Regions from separate parts of the Triticum aestivum genome. Here region 1 is linked to region 2. Evidence: chromatin contacts called from public Hi-C data. All regions are on one chromosome and are shown on one strand. Each heading gives the region's core, a stretch centred on a gene start, on an enhancer-like site or on the middle of the called end of the contact. The rest is flanking DNA. Distances are from core to core; before and after follow the strand shown. Region 1 holds the start of LOC123164435 (G patch domain-containing protein TGH homolog). Region 2 holds the start of LOC123168073 (tRNA(adenine(34)) deaminase, chloroplastic).

Region 1 (5,847 bases), core at 1,485-3,984, 230 kb after region 2:
AGTGGTGATGAAAAGACAAATAAAATGTTGCTTTGAAATTTAAATAAAATGCTTCTGAAAATAATATCATTATTTCATATATTGCCAGAAAATCAAACACCAATTTGAACTTATTCATTCCATTCCATTCCACCAACCAAACGTTCAGATGTAACCGTTTCATTCCACCTCATTATTCATACCAAACACAAAGATGGAACCATTCCATTCTTGTGGAGCGGAACCGTGACATTCCATTACACTTCACTTACGAACCAAACACACCCTTAGCTCTGTGTGCCTGTTTTGTGTGCCTGTTCGCTCCCAATAAACCGGGTCGCACAATACAACCTAGCATATAAAATTTGATCGTGTCACACTCGTCAATAGACTCCTGAAAGTTTCGCCCATTTTGTCCCTCTTGTTCTAATGGGCCAAAAGATACAAAGCATTTGTTAGTTTATTGCCAGAAAGCAAACGAGGTTTGATGCAGTTTGGGCTTGGATGATGTGGTTAGGAAAGCTTGTGAAATTGACCAAGCGAGGGGAGACTATTTCTTGAATTCTTACTCATGTTGCCAGATCAGGATCTGTTTATTTTAGGTCTCTAGAATGCTGGTGAATTGATCAGTATTACTTCTTGGTACTTGTGGTGAGTAAGACGTAAGGTGGTTCATGAAGGAAAGACTCAAGATGCTTATCACTTTTCTACAGGGATTCATGCTATTACAGCAAAATAGGCAACTCCTAAAAGAGGAGGATGAATTAGGCCTCCTTTGGATTTTGTAAAACTTAACGTCGATGCATATTTTGATCAAGACCTACTTAGGGGCACAACTGGCGCTGTACTCAAAGACGATAAAGGGAATTTCATTGTTGGCGGGAAATGAAAAAAATATTGGTGTGTTGAATTGTTGATGTCCCAACGGTTGAAGCTTTCACACTAAGATCCGGCTTATCGCTGGTGCAAAAAGCGGGCTGCAACTGCCTGGTTATTAATTTTGATAATTTGAAGGTCATCAACACCATGAAGAATGGAGGAGGATCTGTAGGAGCAGTGACGTCAATTTTTGATGATTGTTATTCTTTTGCGTGTCATTTTTCTCTCACTAGTTTTGAACCATACAATAGAGAAGAAGCGAATAAGGTGGCTCATGACCTTGCAAGGTAGCTAGATTTCCTCCGACTAATGTTTGGTTTGAGGAGCCTCTGAGCGAAATTGTACCTTTTCATAGATGATGATTAATAAATTTGTTCTTTTGGAAAAACATATAAAAATGGCCCCTTGCTTGCTCAAACAAAACTAACTACCAATTTTGACTAGCTAAACACCGGTGTGTTGCGATGCGATGAAACAATATTTAAAAAGTAGCAGCATGTGACCTACTGTCCTCGATCACGGTGGCATTAATTGCGTTGTGACGACGTTGGAGGCTAAATTATTCTAGGTGCATATGAAGCGATAGATTATGGGTTGTTCCTTTTTTTGGAAAAAATCTCTCTATGAGGAGAAATACCGTTGTAAAAAACCGAACTACTAGTTATCGGCATGCTTAATTAACTGTCTGACTAATTTATTACCTGCATCTGTGGCTAGGTTTCCAAATTGCTCTCGCGCAAAAAATCCCTATTCGATGGACCTAATTAATTACATACATAATTAATAGTCTGACTAATTAATTGTATTAATGGTTTGATTTTCAAATTAATCCAGCGCTCGGTTTCTAACTGCATTAGTGATTGCGTGTGAAACGACGATGTACCAAATCCCCTTTAATAGTATATAATTGGTGATTACGTGCGAAACGATGATGTATCAACTACAATAGTATAAATATATTTTAAAATGATGTAAATTCAAAAATTTCCTCAAAATTCTACGAACTTCATGAGTTTTTTGAAATGCAAATATAAGTAAGTTTCCAAGGATGAAACAATGCTCGTATTTTTTTAAATCATGAAATTTAAAGAATGCTCTTTGTTTTAAAAATTAAAAGAAAAAGAGGAATAAGAAAAACCAAGAAAATTCAACTAAAAACCGAATGAAAATAATAGAAAAATCAGTAAAAAAAATTAAAATGATAGGAACCATTCAAAACCAGCAGAAAAAACAGGAAAAATAAACCCAAATAAAAACTGATAAAACCAAGCAACAGGTGCTCTTACCCAGAAGAATATGATTTTCCCTTTTTTTCATGAGCATCTCCAATACCAAGGTTATTTAGTTCTAGGCTATTGTTAGACACTACTCCCTCCTTTCCTAAATATAAGCAGTTTTAGAGATTTCAATATAGACTATATACGGAGCAAAATGAGTGAACCTACACTTTAAAATATGTATATATATATATCTGTATGTAGTCTGTATTGAAATCTTTAAAAAGACTTATATTTAGGAATGGAGAAAATAGTTCATGAACATATTTTAAAACAGTTTAAAAAAATATAAGAGTAGTTTTGTCATCCGCACAAAATAACATATAATGTAGATATAGTTTTAATACCTACAATTATGTTTTAAAATTTATAAATATTGTTTTATATTTATAAATTATTTTTCTAAACAATACATTTTACATCTATTCAAAAACCGATTGCCGATTTTTAAACCAGTTTCTTTTAGCAAGCGAACGGGGGGACAGTGTTCGTCGAGGCTACACGGGGACAGAGTAGCGATTGGAGACCTTTTTTGGGCCCATATGTGCTTGTTAGGCTACACGGGTTACCGTACGGCCTATAGTCTCGGCCCACCTTTTTACCACCACGGAGAGACCCATCTGTCGCCCATCGGCAATTCCCCGTCCCGAACCGTCGTCGTGTACCAGCTTCGCCGCCAGCGAGCTAGGGCTTCCCACTCCGAGGATCCCCCGGCCATGGCATCCCACGACGACGACCAGGACCTCGTGGTCTACGGGACGCCGATCGAGCGGGAGGAGGACATCTCCGCCCGCAAGCGCCGCGCCGTCGCCGACGCAGGCCAGCTCCGGGCCCTTCCCGCCTGGAAGCAGGAGGTACGCACCTCCACCCCATTCACTCTCTGTGTACCTTTTGTAATCAAGCATCGGGATATATTTTTCTCCCTTCTATGGGGTTAGTTGACGGCGCATTAGTTGGTAATAGATTTCAGCTATGATCACTAGCAATTTCGTAATACCTCCGTCCCAAAAAGCTTGGCTTAGATTTTTCCAGACACGGATGTATCTAAGACAAGTAATTCGGGATGGAGGGAGTAGTTTAGTAGCTACGCATGCTAGTTTATACATCCGGGTCTGTCGGGAAAGCGAGTTCTTCAATTTAGGGTTTATTATGACAGAATCGTGTTCAGTGTTTCAGTTTACTGTTTTCGAATCCATTGAACTTCTTCAATAGTGTTTGTTGCGGTTGGGGATGCTGCAAATGTTCTTCAATTTAAGGTTTATTTGACGGAATCATGTGGAGTGAACTATGGGGATGTTCTGGTTTGTAGTAAGGTTGCCACGCTTAACCTTTGGCTTGCAGTTGTGGTGCGCCACACTTTCTTAGCCACATGGTCCAGATGTCATAGGCTCTTTTTTCTTTGGCCAAATCTTGCCACACTTATGGTGACCATTTTGTTCACCACACTTTTTTGTGGCAGCACAGTTTTCCTGATGTTAGTTGTGGCAATATTTCCTTCTTTTGTTACCAACTTGTCAGACACTTGGATTGTCTCTTCTGTTAGCATTGTCATGGAATTGTGTAGCATATGATTTTAAGTAACCAATACCTCTGTTTTTTTATTAAAAAATGAGATGTGATCGGAGTGTAGGTCAGGGATGAGGAAGGGCGGAGAAGATTTCATGGTGCATTTACTGGAGGCTTCTCTGCTGGCTTTTACAATACTGCTGGCTCAAAAGAGGGTATGTTTGTTGCCTTGAGATTATGTTTTTAATATGTGACAATATCGCTGAAGAAATGAATGGGGTTATAAAAAAGTCATTTACTTTATAGGATGGACGCCACAGACATTCACATCTTCACGAAAAAGTAGAGCTGAGCATAAAAAACAAAGCATATATAATTTTCTTGATGAGGAAGATATCAAGGTATGTGATGCTTTTTTTTCTTCTAATGCTCACTTTTTGTATGGAAATTGATAATCTGCAGCAGTCGTACACTGTTTTGTTGTATTTCAAATCATGGTATTCCATACTGGACTGCCTAATGTTTAATGTTTTGAGTGCGAATGCAAACACGCCATGTTCTAAAAAATCTAAAAAACAAGACATTTACATGAAAATGCTTTGATTTTCAGTTTTAATAGACAAGTAATTTTGGTTTGTAATGAAATTGCTCCATGATTGGAAGTAGAATGATAACATCAATATTGTAACTATCATTATCTGCGAAATTATGCCAGGATAACTATAAGCATGTTATCTCACATCTTTAGTTAATTTACTTGACAACATATATCTGTTTACAGACGCTTGCTGTAAAGGTAAAGCTAGTACAGATATTGCCCATCAAAGAAGCAAAAGACTGTAAACTGTCTTCCCTGTTTCTTAGAATGTTGAAAATGTGTAAACCTTGACGAGCATGTACCAGTGGTTCGTGAACTAGTGTCAGTGTTGACGTATTTGACTGAGCTTGGCCCCCAACACTGTCAAATTTTTTTGGCTTTGATTGTACATAAGTGATTTCTCAGGATAAATTTGTTTCATGAAATTGTGAACTTATCTGTTGACAAATTTGGGCACCAATTTGCAGGATATGGGAGGTAATGCCTTGGAAACATCTCAACAGTATGATACATTCGGTTTTACAGCTGCAGAGCATGCCAGAAAACAAGCATCCAAGGAACAAAATGAGAGGTTAGCATCTTTACATTGCATAACTGACATGAAGCTTAGGGGATGTTTGGTTGGCTACAACACTTGGCTAACGGCTAGCCTAGGTTTGGTAAAGTGTGGCAAGCCACACTTCTTGTGGCAACTAAGTTGTTTGTCACAAGTTAGGTTGTTTTGTTCGCCAATTGTGTGTGATGGATGAGCTGGCCATGGTATTATGCAACTTTGGTGTGCCCAAACTGCAGCAGTGAACCATATGGCTTTCATCAGACAAACATGCATGAGTTGTGGTAAGGGGTGGAAATTAACCCAACACCCTCGAAATCAGCTTTACTTAACTGTCCTCTTTACTGTTAGCTGCACTGAAGTATTAATGTGGCTGTACACACTTTAGATTTCTAGTATTACTCTTGTCTTCATCAATTTATGTTCGTATCACCATGCCTTTTTAACTTAAATGGCAAAAGTTACTGTTCTCAGTTCACCACTCTAATTGATATATATGTAAACATATTTGCACATCTGCATGCAGACCATCAGCTATTCCTGGACCTGTTCCTGATGAATTGGTGGTCCCTGCCACAACCTCGATTGGTTTGTCTCTGTTGTTTTATCTTTTCAACTACTCCCTCCGTTTCTAAATATAAGCCCCTTTAGAGATGTAGTCCGTATTGGAATCTCTAAAGGTCTTATATTTAGAAACGGAGGGAGTATATGTATTTTCAGATAATAGTAATATCTTGACATCTTTTGAGCAGGCGTGAAGTTACTGATGAAAATGGGCTGGCACCAAGGTCGTACCATCAAGGATGCACATGCTGACTCCTTATATGGTATGCATTTTGTCTGTGAATTTGAAGCCATTTCATAGTTGATCTATGGGACAAACTTGTTCTGTGTTGCTTTCAATGTTTTTTGTTGAATTCATCCAAAGTCTGGCCTACCATCAGGTCAGAACGACAGATTATGACAGCCATGAGCGGCCTATTGTATCGGCTGTAGAAAATCTGAGTTCACAAATTATCTTAGTCCAACAGTTATCTGTTAAAAAAAGCATTGTG
Region 2 (5,567 bases), core at 1,696-4,195:
CCCCAAACTAGTAATATCTTTGTCATCAGAGATTCTGCCAGTGCCTGTATGCTGCGAATTCAAAACTGTGTCATGGTGCACTAATCTCCCGGTTTCTTCTACTCTTGTCAGTCTTTCTCTAGAATCCTGAGAGGATTCAGAAAATGTGGTCCCAACTTGATTGCTTCTGTCTATACCAGAACCTTGTGTAATTTGCAGATCACTCTCATCACGGCTATCCCTTCCCCCCACAATATTGAGGGCTGAAGTCCTACGAGCTTCATTGTTGCTTCGGTTATGCGAATTGCTAACAACCGCAGTGTCAGTAGCGTGGACCTTAGTAAGATCAATTTGTTCCTCCACACTACTAACAGTGTTTACAGATGAGGATGGCTGAAATCGATCATATATTCTTGTTTGGATATGGCTTTCTGAAGTACTTGTTGTAGCAGCATTGTTAGTACAGGCCTTAGTAAGTTCCGCTTGTTCTTGCATCTCTTTTGTGCTGTCAATAACTGAAGCCGAGTGAACTTGACCATACACTCCAGTGTCATGATGACTCTGTGAACCCCTGACTATTGTATTATCGCCAGCAATGACCTTGTTTTGATGGATTTGTTCTTGCTCGCCCCTTGCCCGGTCAATGAGACTTATGCTAGAGATAGAGTTTACATCTGATCTAGTGTCAGAACGATTTTGTGAGCTCCTAGAAGCAGAAATATCACTAGCATGAATTGTGGAAACATCAACATGTGTAACATTCTGCACATCTATGTCCGTTTCATGTATCACCTGCTGGTTTACATACCTCCTTTTGTCTCTTGTAATATGAGTTATATTTTCTACAGAGGTAGATCTATCATCGATATCCGTCTGGTTGACTTCCTCGTAATTTCTCTGTGAGTGAGAGGCCCTGCTAACATGTTGACTACTATCCATCTTTATATCTGTGAGCTTTTCTGTGCTTGTCCTTGAGTCAGTGAGTGCGACAACCTGCTGATCCACCACATCATGCTGATCAATTTGTCTTCTACTGTCATTAGCCATCTTTACAGAACTTTGAAGAGAAGATGACTTATTATCAATGTAGTTTCTTCTATCTTCCAGTTGATTACTCTGTGTTTCTGAATCCAGTTCAGTGTTGCTACCTCTGTTTAATGATGTCTCCACTATCCTCTGTGAGCTCTTTGATTCATCCTTTTGTGCCGCTACTTGCTGGTCCAAATCGCTACTGTGCTTCAAAATGGAAGAGTTCTTTGAACTGGAAATCAACCTTGTATCATCCTCGGTTATAACCTTGACATCTTGTGTTCCTGTCCTATGATCTCTTACCCTGACAAGTTGTGCATCATCATAACTGTACTCATCTTTCTCATCATTTGACAAACCAACCGAGGAAGAATAGCGTCTGCCTCTCTCTTCCAATGTCTGTGAAGCTCGTCGGTCTACATTATCATCCCACCGCACCCTCGAGGATGAATTCCCCCTTGAAACTCTTGTATCAACAGCGTTCCTTGAACTCGAAGCCCTCTGTGAATCATCCTCATGAAATGCAGATGCAGACCTCTGAGACCTACCATGTGAGTAGTTCTTATGCTCAGCAATATCTTGATCATCCTCCTCCATATACTTCTTTCTCCTTGTGTTCTGAATAACAAATCTTTCATCATCATTTCTAACGCGCCTCCCATCTCTTCTCACATCATCCTCACTGTCGATTTCAAAATCCATCCTCCCTGTTCTCCGATCAAATCTTCGGTAATCCTCATTATACCTGCCAGCTCCCACTCTTCTAGCATCATACACATCCTCATATTCAGAATCCCTTCTTTCTCTTCTCCGATCATATTTCCTGTCATCCTCACTGTATCTTCTAGCACCAGCATTCCTTGCCTCATCAGATTCAAACTCCCTCCTGCCTCTCCCTTCCATCACATCGCTTCTTCGCCTCGTATCCTCGTCATCGATGTAACCCCTCTGCTCCAACCTCCTCCGGTGATACCGATGCCTGTCATGCATCCCATTCACATCCCGAATTTCCCTCCGTCGGCCACTGTACCCGCCTTCATCATAGTACTCATTTTCCACACCCTTCCTCCGACGGCAATCTCGACATCTATCATCATCTTCTTCTTCTTCTTCTTTCCACTTCCTTCTAAAACTCGACTTACCTGGCCGCTCCCACTGAGCGTGACCGCATTGATCCTCATCCTCTTCACCATCCCAATCACTGTGGCATTCCATCGAACAACTTCTGTGCGGACACTGGCCACCCTCATACCTCCACACCTCCTGCCGCACCACCCTCCCCAGCAACCTCGGCGTATCCCGATGTCCACAGCTAGTTCCGAGACCTAACCTGCCACTGCCGTAGCTGCCGCAGCCGCATCCCCGCGCCTTCAATCGCCGGCAACCCACTCCGAGATTCGACCGTCCAGTGCCCTGCCCGCAGCATCGGTGCCCGCGCCCCTCCAATCCCCAAGTAACGTGCTGAACATACGACCTTCCGCCGCCGCTGCAGCAGCAGCGGGCGGCCGCGCGCCGGTGGCAGCAGCTGTGCGGCGGATGCAGCGGGGGCGGGGGGCGGAGCCGCGCGGAGAGGAGGAGGAGGTGAGCAGAGTGGCGGAGGAGGTACCCGTCGAGCAGGAAGCGGGGAGAGAGGTGAGGGTTGAGCGGGAGTAGCTCGCGGTGAGCACCGTCGCCGTCGTAGTGCTGCTGGCTGCAGTGGTGCGACGGGGCGTAAGGGGAATGGGCGTTGTAGGCTGGCTTCGCGGCCCTCAGGGCGAACGCGGCGGCGGAGTAGGAGCTGTACATGGCGGGAGCGGGACGAGGCACGCGCGGCGGCCGCCGGCGGTCCGACTGCCGGAGAGTGGAGCTGTGGGCGTGGGGTTTGAGGTGGGAGTGTCGTCCCGGGCTGGAGACTGGATCGCCCGTGACCGGGCGTCAGGGGAGCTGCCAAACCCACCAGACATGCTTCCCCTGCTGTCCGATCGGAAATGTACGGCTTGGATTGGGCGCCACTGGTTCCTGACACTGGTTCAGTGAGCCACCTGCGGCGCATGCTGTATTGCTGTGTGCCGGATCAGACAGCATCGTTAAATTATTTTTCGTCACGCGACTGCTAGCGGTTTAGCAGCTTGAATTGCGTGTACGCGACTAGTTTGTGCTTGGAAAAGGTCGCTTGCCGCAGGTCATGGGCGGTGCGACGACAAGATGCGAGATGTGGATGCAACGTGGGGTATCATGGCCTCACCCTCCCACGGCTTCGCTCGTTTTTAGTGGCATCACAGCACCTCCTGGATTCCGCGACCGCGCCGCAAAACAGCATCTCCAGCCATTGGCCCTGCACCAGACATAAAAATCGCTGCCTGCAGATGAGCCGGCGTTAAAATCGGCTTTGAGGGCGATCGGGTTCTCAGCAGCCGTCCCCAGTCGTCGATATCGGCTCATTTTTAGCGTAAATGTGTCCGCTTTTTGGCCTACTTTCGACGAAAAATCGGCCCGATATCAGCGCAAATCGGCCATATTCGCCATGGTTCGGCGCAAATTCAACAAAAGTAATTTCTTTATCACATAGTTCATCACAAGAAATCAATAGAAATCAAATAGTTCAACAATAAATAGTTCAATACAAATTATATAGTTCAACAAATAAAAACTCATATTTCATCACACGTCGAGCTAGGCGTTGCCCTTAAGCCTTCATAGGTGCTCCACCAGATCCTGCTGCAGTTGTTGATGCACCTGTAGGTCTCGGATCTCCTGACGCATATTGAGGAAGGCAGTCCAATTTGCCGGTAGCTGGTGATCAACTTGCGCAAGAGGACCCTGCATGTAATATGGTTCAGTGTCAAACACTGGCTCTTCCTGCTCGCTCTCAATGATCATGTTGTGCAAGATGACAGGGCAAGTCATGATTTTCCACATTTGATCTTTTGACCAGGTCTGAGCAGGGTACCGGACAACAGCAAATCGAGATTAGAGCACACTAAATGCCCGCTCGGCATCCTTTCTGCAAGCCTCCTGAACCTTCGCAAAGTGGGAGTTCTTGCCTCCTAGCACAGGTTTTGAGATAGTCTTCACAAATGTAGACCATCTCGGATAGATGCCATCAGCTAGGTGGTACCCCTTGTTGTAGTGCCGCCCATTGACCTCGAAGTTCACCGGAGGAGAACGACCTTCAACAAGCTTGGCAAAGACAGGGGAGCACTGCAGCACATTGATGTCATTGTGAGTTCCTGGCATACCAAAGAAGGAGTGTCAAATCCAGAGGCATGTGTGGCCACTGCCTCAAGTACCACACTACAACCGCCTTTGGCGCCTTTGTACGTCCCCTGCCAAGCAAATGGACAGTTCTTCCATTTCCAATGCATGCAGTCGATGCTTCCAAGCATCCCAGGAAATCCTCTTGCTGCATTCTGTGCTAGGATCCGAGCACTGTCTTCAACATTGGGTGATCGCAAGTATTGTGGTCCAAACACTGTCACCACTGCCCTGCAGAACTTGTAGAAACACTCAATGGTCGTCGACTTGGCCATGCGCCCATAGTCGTCGAGTGAATCATCGGGAGCTCCGTATGCAAGCATCCTCATAGCTGTCGTGCACTTCTGGATTGAGGTGAATCCAAGTTTGCCGTGCAATCCTTCTTGCACTTGAAGTAGTTGTCGAACTCCCGGATGGAATTCACAATCCTAAGGTAAAGCTTTCGGCTCATCCGATAACGACGTCGAAATACTTTGTCGCCGTGCAATGGAGCGTCGGCAAAGTAGTCAGAGTAGAGCATGCAATAGCCTTCCAGACGATGTCGGTTCTTTGCTTTCAGCCGCCCCGGCGCCAAGCCACCTCACCGCGGCTTTTCATTGCTCGCGAGCAGGCCGGCGAGGGCGGCGAGGACCATGAGATGCTCCTCGTCCTGGATGTCGGCATCGGCTTCCTCCTCCAGCAACGCCGCAAGCGCCTCCTCCTCGTCCGAGTCCATCGCCGAGCAGACAAATCGCTGAACACCTGGCGGGCATGGTGGGCGCCCAGCCGTCGGTATACCGCCCTGTGCGGCTGGAGCGCCGGGAAACTCGCCCGAAAGGTGGTGGAGAGGTTGCCGCGGCGAAACTTTCTCTCTTTTCTGGCGGGGAATAGCCTATCTAGCGGTGTTGGGCGGTGGGCGGCGCCGGGATCGGCGGGGTGGTGGCCGAGCGTGCGGGGATGGGGGCGAATCTGGACGACTGCTTGACTTTTCGCCTGACAGTGCGGCCCAGGCGTGTTTTCCCCTTACGCCGGAGCCCGCGAGCGCCTCCAGTGCGCTGGGTTCGGTCTGGGATCACCGGGCCCAAAGACGGGCCGAGTCGGCGGATTTCGGCGTCTTGGGGGCGTGACTGGGGTTTTTTTTGGCACCAGCGCGAAAAAAGTCGCCCTGGGGGGCTTGTTCGGGGTGCGGCTGGAGATGCTCTAAGGACTCTGCAAATTTTTACGATGCGTCGAGCGCTACGATGGAACAGATCCCACAAACGTTTATGGGATTTGTTCAATCAGTGCAGGACGCATTTGCAGGATATGTTCTGCCGCAGCGCTCGTCGCATCGCAAATTTTGCATA

What was found. Hi-C and Micro-C count contacts between places; a contact is called where the count stands out from the background.
Region 1: a Hi-C map of leaf shows a contact between it and region 2, with 4 times the contacts expected there. The contact joins the promoter of LOC123164435 here to the promoter of LOC123168073 in region 2. A contact is called at or near these places in 2 of 5 Hi-C or Micro-C datasets (both in leaf).

Annotation. Positions count from the first base shown.
Region 1 is chr7D:194,793,746-194,799,592 of IWGSC CS RefSeq v2.1, forward strand. It overlaps LOC123164435 (G patch domain-containing protein TGH homolog), which reads left to right and starts at 2,735. Exons shown (of 17, transcript XM_044581917.1): 1 at 2,735-2,989; 2 at 3,766-3,856; 3 at 3,948-4,042; 4 at 4,707-4,810; 5 at 5,319-5,380; 6 at 5,545-5,619. The coding sequence starts at 2,852.
Region 2 is chr7D:194,560,574-194,566,140 of IWGSC CS RefSeq v2.1, forward strand. It overlaps LOC123168073 (tRNA(adenine(34)) deaminase, chloroplastic), which reads right to left and starts at 2,946. Exons shown (of 4, transcript XM_044585939.1): 1 at 1-2,946. The coding sequence starts at 2,793.